Linked DNA regions of Sus scrofa: region 2 is linked to region 1. Evidence: chromatin contacts called from public HiChIP or PLAC-seq data. All regions are on one chromosome and are shown on one strand. Each heading gives the region's core, a stretch centred on a gene start, on an enhancer-like site or on the middle of the called end of the contact. The rest is flanking DNA. Distances are from core to core; before and after follow the strand shown.

Evidence for each region. HiChIP or PLAC-seq counts read pairs in DNA pulled down with a chosen protein or histone mark.
Region 2: an H3K27ac HiChIP or PLAC-seq map of alveolar macrophages shows a contact between it and region 1. The contact joins two enhancer-like sites. A contact is called at or near these places in 1 of 5 promoter capture datasets (fetal liver), 25 of 47 Hi-C or Micro-C datasets (alveolar macrophages, blood, embryonic fibroblasts and 12 more) and 2 of 2 datasets of contacts at active chromatin or transcription factors (alveolar macrophages and skeletal muscle).

What each region holds. Positions count from the first base shown.
Region 1 is chr7:100,066,051-100,070,238 of Sscrofa11.1, forward strand. No RefSeq gene overlaps it. Among named protein-coding and RNA genes, the nearest start is that of IRF2BPL, 56 kb to the right of the region's middle. Within about 2 kb of position 1,316, at least 54 of the 83 cell types and tissues checked have an H3K27ac peak or open chromatin away from gene starts, as enhancers often do. A contact at or near this core is called in alveolar macrophages, embryonic fibroblasts, fetal liver and 2 more, where this site is marked.
Region 2 is chr7:100,141,010-100,145,496 of Sscrofa11.1, forward strand. No RefSeq gene overlaps it. Among named protein-coding and RNA genes, the nearest start is that of MIR9860, 16 kb to the left of the region's middle. Within about 2 kb of position 2,257, at least 14 of the 83 cell types and tissues checked have an H3K27ac peak or open chromatin away from gene starts, as enhancers often do. A contact at or near this core is called in alveolar macrophages, embryonic fibroblasts, fetal liver and 2 more, where this site is marked.

The sequences.
Region 1 (4,188 bases), core at 66-2,565:
CATCATGCTGTTCCACCCTGCAGTTGTCTGTTTCCTGCCATGACAGGGTCAAACATGAGCTCCTTCTCTCTATCATACCTTCTTGTAGGTGGCAGGAATACATCAGGGAACAAAGCAACCAAAAACCCTTTCCCTCATAGAGCTGGCATGGAGCAAGACAGACAAGAAGCAAACAAACAGAAAAGATACCATGTGGGGATGTGATAAGCGCTACAAATGAATGAACAAACAGATGACAAATCCATGAATGCTATCATTTAGACGTCACTAGACCTTAGACATGATCTAGTTTAAAACCTCTCACTTTACAAATGAAAGAAAGGCGATCCAGAGAGGGGGCTCAAGGTCACACAATAAATTTTTGGTAAAAGCCGGGCTGGATTCCAGCAGGTCCTTGACGCTGCCATGGCCATGGCCAGAGGAGTGCAGCTCAGCCCCTGGAAATGGGGGGATGCAAAAGCCTTGAAGTTCCTTCTTGTTCTTTCTCTTCTTTAGGCACAATCTTCAGAAGAAGTAGTGGGGCCAGGCAGCGGGGCAGAAAGGAGAGTGTCCGCAGCAGGAGCAGTGGGCATGCCCCTGTTCCACCTTGGGAGCACCTTGCTGCCCACCCCAGCAGAGGGCGCTGTGGATCCTGGAGCCCCCAGCAGGCGAGCGCAAGGGGGAGGGGGTGGAAATGCAGTTCCACCAGGGCAGTAGCCTACTGGGGGGAGCTGGGGGAAGGGCTTGGGCTGTGGGCAGGGCTGTTGGGGAAAGGCATTGTTCCTTTGTTGCTGACTAAGCCCCAGCCCACGTGCAGGGCTTGGCTGGGAACCTGCCACTGCCCTGGTTGACTGGGTCATCCGTTTCCCAAGCCCCACCATTCTTCCCGTTCCACCAGCTCACCACCTTGGCATGCCCCCAACAACGCACTGGGCGGAGGGAAAGAGCAGGAATCATGTATGAAGTCTGCCGTCTGCTGTGTGCAATTCACGTGTTATCTCAAAATGGGATCATCTTTGCAACCGTCTCCGAGGCGAATGCTTTTCCCCATTTCACAGTCGGAGACACAAGCACATCGGACGGAATTGTGTGACTTGACGAGGGCCAGAGAGCTGCAAGATTCAAACCCAGACCTGACTAACTGGAAAGCCTGGTTCTTGCCCCACAGGCCTCTCAGACTCCTGCCCCAGGGGCTTCCTGGTATCTGCCAGCACCCGCCCCCACACACATTGGTCCAGAACGTGGGCTGCAGGCTTTACCTCTCTCCCTTTTCCACTGCCTCCTTGGCATTGGCTGCCCCTTGGCCCACAGAGGCTCGGGTCCATGCCCAGCAGCTTCTCTGCCATGTGGCCCTGCACCAGGCTCTTGGCCCGGAGGCAGGCTGGGGTTGCCATGGCAATGCCCTACCCCTGGACTGCCTCGTGAGCCCCACAAGCCACTGGAATGTCTCAGAAATCCCACCCTTCAGGCCAGCATCCAAACCACATCTCCCAGACAGCCACTCTCATTACGAGCAGCAGGAAAATCTTTTCAGATTGTGTCCTAATTTTCAGTTTGGAAAACAGATGGCCACCCTTGCAAGGCCCCCATTCGGCCTTTATTTCCCTTTTCTCTTCCATTCTGTCCTCTCTTTGTCTGCTGCCCAGTAGCATGTGATGGTTTTACAGACACAGACAGAGCCAGAGCTCAAATTTTAGTTCTTCTCCTTCCCAGACATTTGACCTTGGACTTGTCCTTGGGTTTGATTTCCTTGTTCTTCATAGGGATGATAATAATCATATCTGCATCCTTGACTTTTATGTGAATTAAAAAGACTTACTGAATCAGAATCAGCGTCACCAGAGTTCCTGTCACGGCTCAGCAGAAACGAACCTGACCAGTATCCATGAGGACCAAGGTTTGACCTCCTGGCCTCACTCGGTGGATTAAGGATCCGGCGTTGCCGTGAGCTATGATGTAGGTGGAAGACGCGGCTCGCATCTAGCGTTGCCGTGGTTGTGGTGGTGGCCAGTGGCGACAGCTCCAATTCAACTCCTAGCCTGGAACCTCCATGTGCTTGGGTGCAGCCCTAAATAGACCAAAAAAAAAAAAAAAAAAGGAAAAAGAATCTGCGTCACCTTCTCAGCAAGGCCTTCCCCACCCTCCCCACTTAAAATTACAAACCTGCTCCCACCCTGGCACCCCTCCCTCGCCCCCGCTTTATTGCTTTCCAGCATATATCAGCATCTTACGGACTCTTTCGGTTATTTCCTTTGGTCATTGCTGTCTTCCCTCCACTAGAATGTAAGCTCCATGAAGGAAGGGATTTTAAAAAAAATCTCCTGTGGCTGTGTCCCGTGTCTAGAAGACTGGTGCACAGAGGGCACTCAAAACATATTTTTGGGAGTTCCTGTTGTGGCTCCGTTGTTAACGAATCCGACGAGGAACCATGAAGTTGCGGGTTCAACCCCTGGCCTCGCTCAGTGGCTTAAGGATCTGGCGTTGCCATGAGCTGTGGTGTGGGTCGCAGACGCAGCTCGGATCCCATGTTGCTGTGGCTCTGCTGTTGTGTGTGCCAGCGGCTACAGCTCCGATTAGACCCCTAGCCTGGGAACCTCCATATGCCATGGGTGCAGCTCTAGAAAAGACAAAAAGACAAAATATATATGTCTGTATGTGTGTATGTGTGTGTACATTTTTTTAAATAAATGGATGAATATGAGGTTGGGCCAGTGGCACTTGTCCCTTTGCGGGTTGTGATTTCGAGGCGCCTGGCAAGGGGCCTGGCCAGTGATTGGCTGGAAATCGGGGGCTGCTATTGTCTTGCTCCTCACTTTCCTCTGCTTGCGCTCACACCTTGGACCTCCCAGTGGCGCCCTTGGAGGCCCACAGAGGGCGTGTCACTCCCAGCTTCTGACCCATCCCATGGGACAGCCCCAGCTCCCAGGCCCTCCCTCCCCTCCGCTCACCCAGGGAGAGGTTGAGTCAGGACACAAGACTGGGGAACAGTGGCCTCAGGGCACCCTCTCACTGCGCAGTCATCCCACTGGCTCTGCTCACCCGGGGCTGCAGCAGGAAGGAGCCCCCTGCTCAGGCAGGCTGATCGCTGTGCGTGCAGCCCAGGGCAGGGGGCCTGGGGCGAAGAGCTGCCCTGCCTTACTGGGGTCCCTCTGCTGGCAGCTGGCAGGCTGTGTGCTCCCGGGGGCGCCTCCTCCACCAGGCCACTTTCACTTTCTATTTTCCCTACCAAAGCAGCACGGGCCAGGCTGGGGCCGCAGCACCAGCTCAAAGAGATGGAGTGGGGGCTCAGGGATCAGAAAGATCCCATGGGGCCCTTCTGGGTAAGGGGAGAGAGGAGACTCAGGAGCTTTCTGTGCCCTGTTCCACTGGAAGGAGATCTCAGCTAAGGACACTCCTCTGGCAGAGAGACTTTCCAAAGTCCCCCCTTTGTGATCATTACCTTACTGGATCCACACTGGAGGGGAGCGCGGGATGGAGAAGATAGAAGTGAAAAATCAAAAGCAGAAAGCGATTTGGTGACCAAGGCAGAGCCCAGACGCAAACACTTCAGAGGGATTCTATTCTGCCAGATTTTCTCGCTGTAAGCAGGTTCCGCCTTTGAACAGGGAGCCCTGCTCAATCCCTGTCCTCCTAGGAGGAAACTAAGGCATGTGGCCTGGCAGGACCCAGAGTGGAACTAGGGCTGGCACCTCTCGGATGCTCCTTAAGGAAAGGAATTCTCCACTTCTGGATCAGCAGGCAGAGCCAAGTGCCTCTCAGGAGAAGAGGTGATATCTGGGAGGGGACCCAGAGCCATCAGTAACTCTAGGAGAGGCATTCCTGTGGTGGCTCAGCAGGTTAAGAACCCAACTAGTATCCATGAGGATGTGGGTTCGATCCCTGGCTTTGCTCAGTGGGTTAAGGATCCATGTTGCTGTGATCTGTGGTGAAGGTTAAAGGCACAGCTCCGATCCTGCTTTGCTGTGGCTGTGGCGTAGGCTGGCAGCTGCATCAGATTGGACCCCTAGCCTGGGAACCTCCATATGCTGCAGGTACAGCCCTAAAAAAGAAAAGGGAAAAAAACCTAGGAGAGAAATTGTGTTCATTCTCATCTTCTAGATAGTAAATAACTGGCCTAAAGGCAGAGAGCGAGCAACTGAGAGCGGGTCATTTCTCGGCCAGATCTGGTCATTCTGAAGCCTTCTCGCTGGTTCCAGGACTGTGGCTACC
Region 2 (4,487 bases), core at 1,007-3,506, 76 kb after region 1:
TTGTTGAGGTTGCTGTTAGTTGCAGCTGAAAGGATTCTAACAGATCAGTTTCATAGAGCTGGGATGACTAAATAAAATAAAGTTGATAAAGTACCTAACACAGTATCTGGCATGTGTTTGGTTCTTAACAAAGATTAAAGCCATTCCTGCTCAGACATTCTGAGGCGAATGCATGACCCTAAAGACACAGCAGACGGTAACGAAGTCAGGTTTAGAGCTGTGCAGAGGTGGGTGGGTACTGGAGTGACAACAGAGATGACAATGACAGTGAAATTTAAACATTATGTTAGTAAGCATCCTGATGGAGCTTCTTGGGGCTGTAACAATGGCTTTCCTTTGCACTTCTCAGGCCTCTTCTTACCCTGGTTAAACACTGCATGACACAGGCTTTTCTCATTGTGAGCGGGGGTGGTCCCTCATTACCCTGGGGCATGGAAGCACTGCTCCAGGATGAAGGCTGGAGTGTAATTTGTAGCTCCAGGAGCAACAAAGATTTGGAAGCAGAACTGACATACCCACACCACGGAGAACATGGCCTGCCACTGACAAAAGCACACAACATCCGCCCCCTCAGAGAGTGCCGGTGCCCAGAGAGGCCCCACAGACCCCTGCAGCTCAGAAGGTCTGCCTCCGGGGGTTGGGGCCGGGCATGCCGCCTGGCTGGCTGTCCAGGCCAGAGTTTTCCTCCACGCCAGCCCCATGGCCCTTCTGAACCTCATTCCGGGAGAGCTCAGCCACATCAGTGTCTTCCAGGCTCATGTGCGCCCAGCTGTGTGGGCGGCCCTGGCAGCGGGGCAGGGAGCAGGGTTTGTGCAAGGACACTGTGGCCCCTGCAGCAGGGTTGTGGGGGAGGTGGAAGCTCGCTTGAGGGGCAAGTGGGGGCAGGGGGAGCCTGGAGGAGGCGGGGAGCAGAAGCTGCAGACGCAAGCTCAGCCCCCTTTGCAAAGGCTCTCTTCCCCTTGGAAGCTGGTTCCAGGCCCCTTTCCCTCCACCTGTCTTCTGGCCTGTGCTTCCTGCTTGGCCCCTCCCCTGCCCAGCCAGGTTCAGCACAGCCCAGCTTCCCAGCCCTGACCTTCAATTCCACCCACCAAATACTTCCTTAGATTTTTCTATGCAAGATGCTATATTCCTGCTAGCGGCTGAGGGATGAAAGAGAGACAAAGAACAGCAAAATAAGAGTAGAAAGGACCTCAAAATGATTTTTGAACTTTTTTTTTTTAGGACCACACCTGTGGCATCTAGAAGTTCCCAGGCTAAGGGTCGAGTAGGAGCTGCAGCCGCCAGCCTACACCACAGCCACAGCAACACCGGATACCAGCCGAGTCTGTGACCTACACCACAGCTCACAGCAACGCCGGATCCTTAACCCCCTGAGCAAGCCAGGGATCAAACCTGCATCCTCATGGATGCTAGTCAGTCTTGTAACCCACTGAGCCACAATAGGAACTCTGGTTTTCAAACTTCTCTCAGCCTCAGAAACTTCTCCCACTCCCCTTCACAAAAACCCATGTATTTAAGAAAGAAAAAAAGCGAGATTGCTACCATTGAGTTCAGTGCAGGGCCTGGTCCACTCCGGCCAGAGGCCAACTCCACAGACAGAGTCTGAGAAGCCCTGATCAAGACCAGAGGGGAAACGGAGGCCCGAGGAAGTAGAGTGACCTTCCTGAGACACCCTGCAAGTTAGTGGTTCTGCCAAGTTCAAATTCAGGTGTCTGCGCGCCTGGCCCAGTGCCCTCTCCATTGTACTGCCCTACCCCTTGGCACTTGTCTCAAAGATCTGCTGGGAAGAAGAGGCAAGTCAACCTGGAACAGAGTGCATGGGCTCCGGGCCAGTTAAAGAGCGATGATTCCACTGCAGGGAGAGAAGCCTTCACCACAGAGGGTCAGGAGACTGGATGCATCCTAGGTCAGGACGGGCAGGGTTTGACACGGAGCATGGAGGGGATGTGTGGGAAAGAGGCAATTCCAGGCCCTGGAGAACATGATCAGTTAATGCCTGAAGAAAGCCTGGCAGCTCAGAGATCTGCCCACCCTGGCTCTGCCACTACAAGCGAGGTGACCTTGGGTCAGAGGCCTCCCCCGTCTGGGTTTGCTTCCTTGCATGTAAAATGGCAGATGGGGTGGGCTAGCTGGTCCCACTGTGACATGTCCTGACCCCTTGTCTCCTCCCAAGAGGTTGGCTCTCCCTTACCCACCACCACTACCAACGTCACCACCTAGGACACTCCCTGGTGTGTGCCAGGTGGCTGGAATTGATACCAAGAGGAAGTGTCCTGGGGTGCCCCATCAGAGCAGCATGGAGCTGGCAGGCCTGCTCAAGGGGCCCGCCCAGAGCTTTGGGGAACAGTGACAAAACACAAGGAGGAGGCAGGAGCCGAGGCAGAACTAGGGCAGGAACTATTCCTCTTCTGGGAAGGGTCCTTTCCAACCCAGCCCTCTCTGGAGGCCCAGGCCTCATTCAGTGCCCTCTCCCATGCCCACCACCTGGGAGCAGAAAGGGGAGGTCTGGAGGGTAGGGGTGATATGCCACTTAGCCCCAAACCTCAGTATTCCCTCCCCCCCCCCTTTTTTTAGGGCCGCACCAGTGGCATATGGAGGTTCTCAGGCTAGGGCTTGAATCAGAGCTGCAGCTGCCAGCCTACACCACAGTGTCTGCGACCTACACCACAGCTCACGGCAACACCAGATCCTTAACCCACTGAGTGAGGCCAGGAATCGAACCTACGTCCTCATGGATGCTGGTCAGATTCGTTTCCGCTGAGCCACGAGGGGAACTCCTTCCAGCTTCTTAAATGAGGTAAAAGTAGACACTTGGTACTCTTATTTGTAAAAGTGATCATTTCAGTATCTTAGATGGTGAAATGAGATCATGCTTGTCAAGTGCCTGGCCTGGTGTCTGGTATAGGAACCACTTAGTAAATATTAGATCCTATTCGTTGCCGAGGGGGCTGCCTGTTAGGGAAAACTACACAGTGTAAAGGCTCCTGACATTAAATGGGCTGGTTGGAGTAGTGCCCCTGTATGTGCAACCCACGCTCAACTACAGGAGGGGGACTGGGGAAGTTGGTGAGAAGCCCACTAGAAACAATGTGTGTGCGCCCCCTGCTGGCCGTGAGCAAAGATGCAGGCCTGCCCGCTCAGGCGATGAAGGGGGTGGTTGTTAGCACGACCCGCTGCTGCCTGGTGGTTGGAACCCAGTATTCCAGAGTACCCATAAGGTGTCACCCACCTGGCAATGCGCCAGGTTTTTGGAGGGAGGACTGACAGTGAGCGACAGACAAAATGAGTGGAAAGGTAAGCTAGCTTTTTGGAGCCAATTAGATTTAGAGTCAACCAGGCATCAGTTCAAGCTCAGAGACCACCCCAGAACCAACCGCCTGTGTCGGATTCAGCAGTGAGCAAAGTTCCTTGCATCTGGGACTTGGAGTGTGTGCGGTGACCTTGGATAGGCCATATAATGCCTCTGAGCTTCAGTTTCCTCATCTGTAACATGTCAGGCTCCTCTACTCCTTCCCCCCATTCCAGAAGGTAGAGACCCCGGGTCTGGATCCCAAGGCCTCTGTCATCTGGGGGGAGTTGGAAGTCACCACCAACAGCTGTGTCTTCTCAAGGGAAACCTCATCCCTCTGAACCTGGGCTGTGGCTCTGCTTTATTCGGAAGGGACCGTGTCACCCTCCTGGGGCATGCCAGGCTCCCCAGATTCTCAATGAATTTTTATTAACATCCAACATCACTAACACCTCAATAAATTTCCACTCCCCACGGCCTTTACTGTAGATGTGCATGGATATACACACATGCACACCCCCCCACACACATATACACACACACATAAAGCAAGGGTGAGGGTTGGAAACTGATCGATGCCACAGGAATGTTTTAACACCCCTATCGAAACTACCCGAGTTGGGTCTGGTTTATTTTTTGAGGATTCTATAGTATCATCTCACAGTCTGCGTGTATGTGTGCTTCACACTCATTCATGTAGCAAGGTTTAATTGAGCTATTGCCAAGTATGGAAGCAATAGCAGTAAATAAAAGAGACACAAATCCCACACAGAGCTTACATTCGTGTGTGTGTGTGTGTGTGTGTGTGTGTGGAGTTGGGGGCAAAAGATAGAAAAACAAATAAGCAAGTGGCACAGACATAACATTTAGTGGTAATGTGCTATGGAGAAAACCAAAGCAGAAGAGGGGGTTGGGCACCCCAGGACTAGGGGGAAATTATAAATGGAGTGGTCAGGGAAGGCCTTATTGAAAAGATGACATTTAAGTAAAGAGCTAAAGGATCACGGACCAGGCAGCTATTTAGTAAAAGAGGATTCCAGGCAGAGGACACGGCACTGGAACGTTCCTGGTCAGAGAGGGCCATTGGGAGTACACTGATGTCTATGCTGAGTGAGATGGGAGCCACTGAAGGTTTTTCTTAGGGCCACACCTGCTGCATATGGAGGTTCCCAGGCTAGGAGTCGAATTGGAGCTGCAG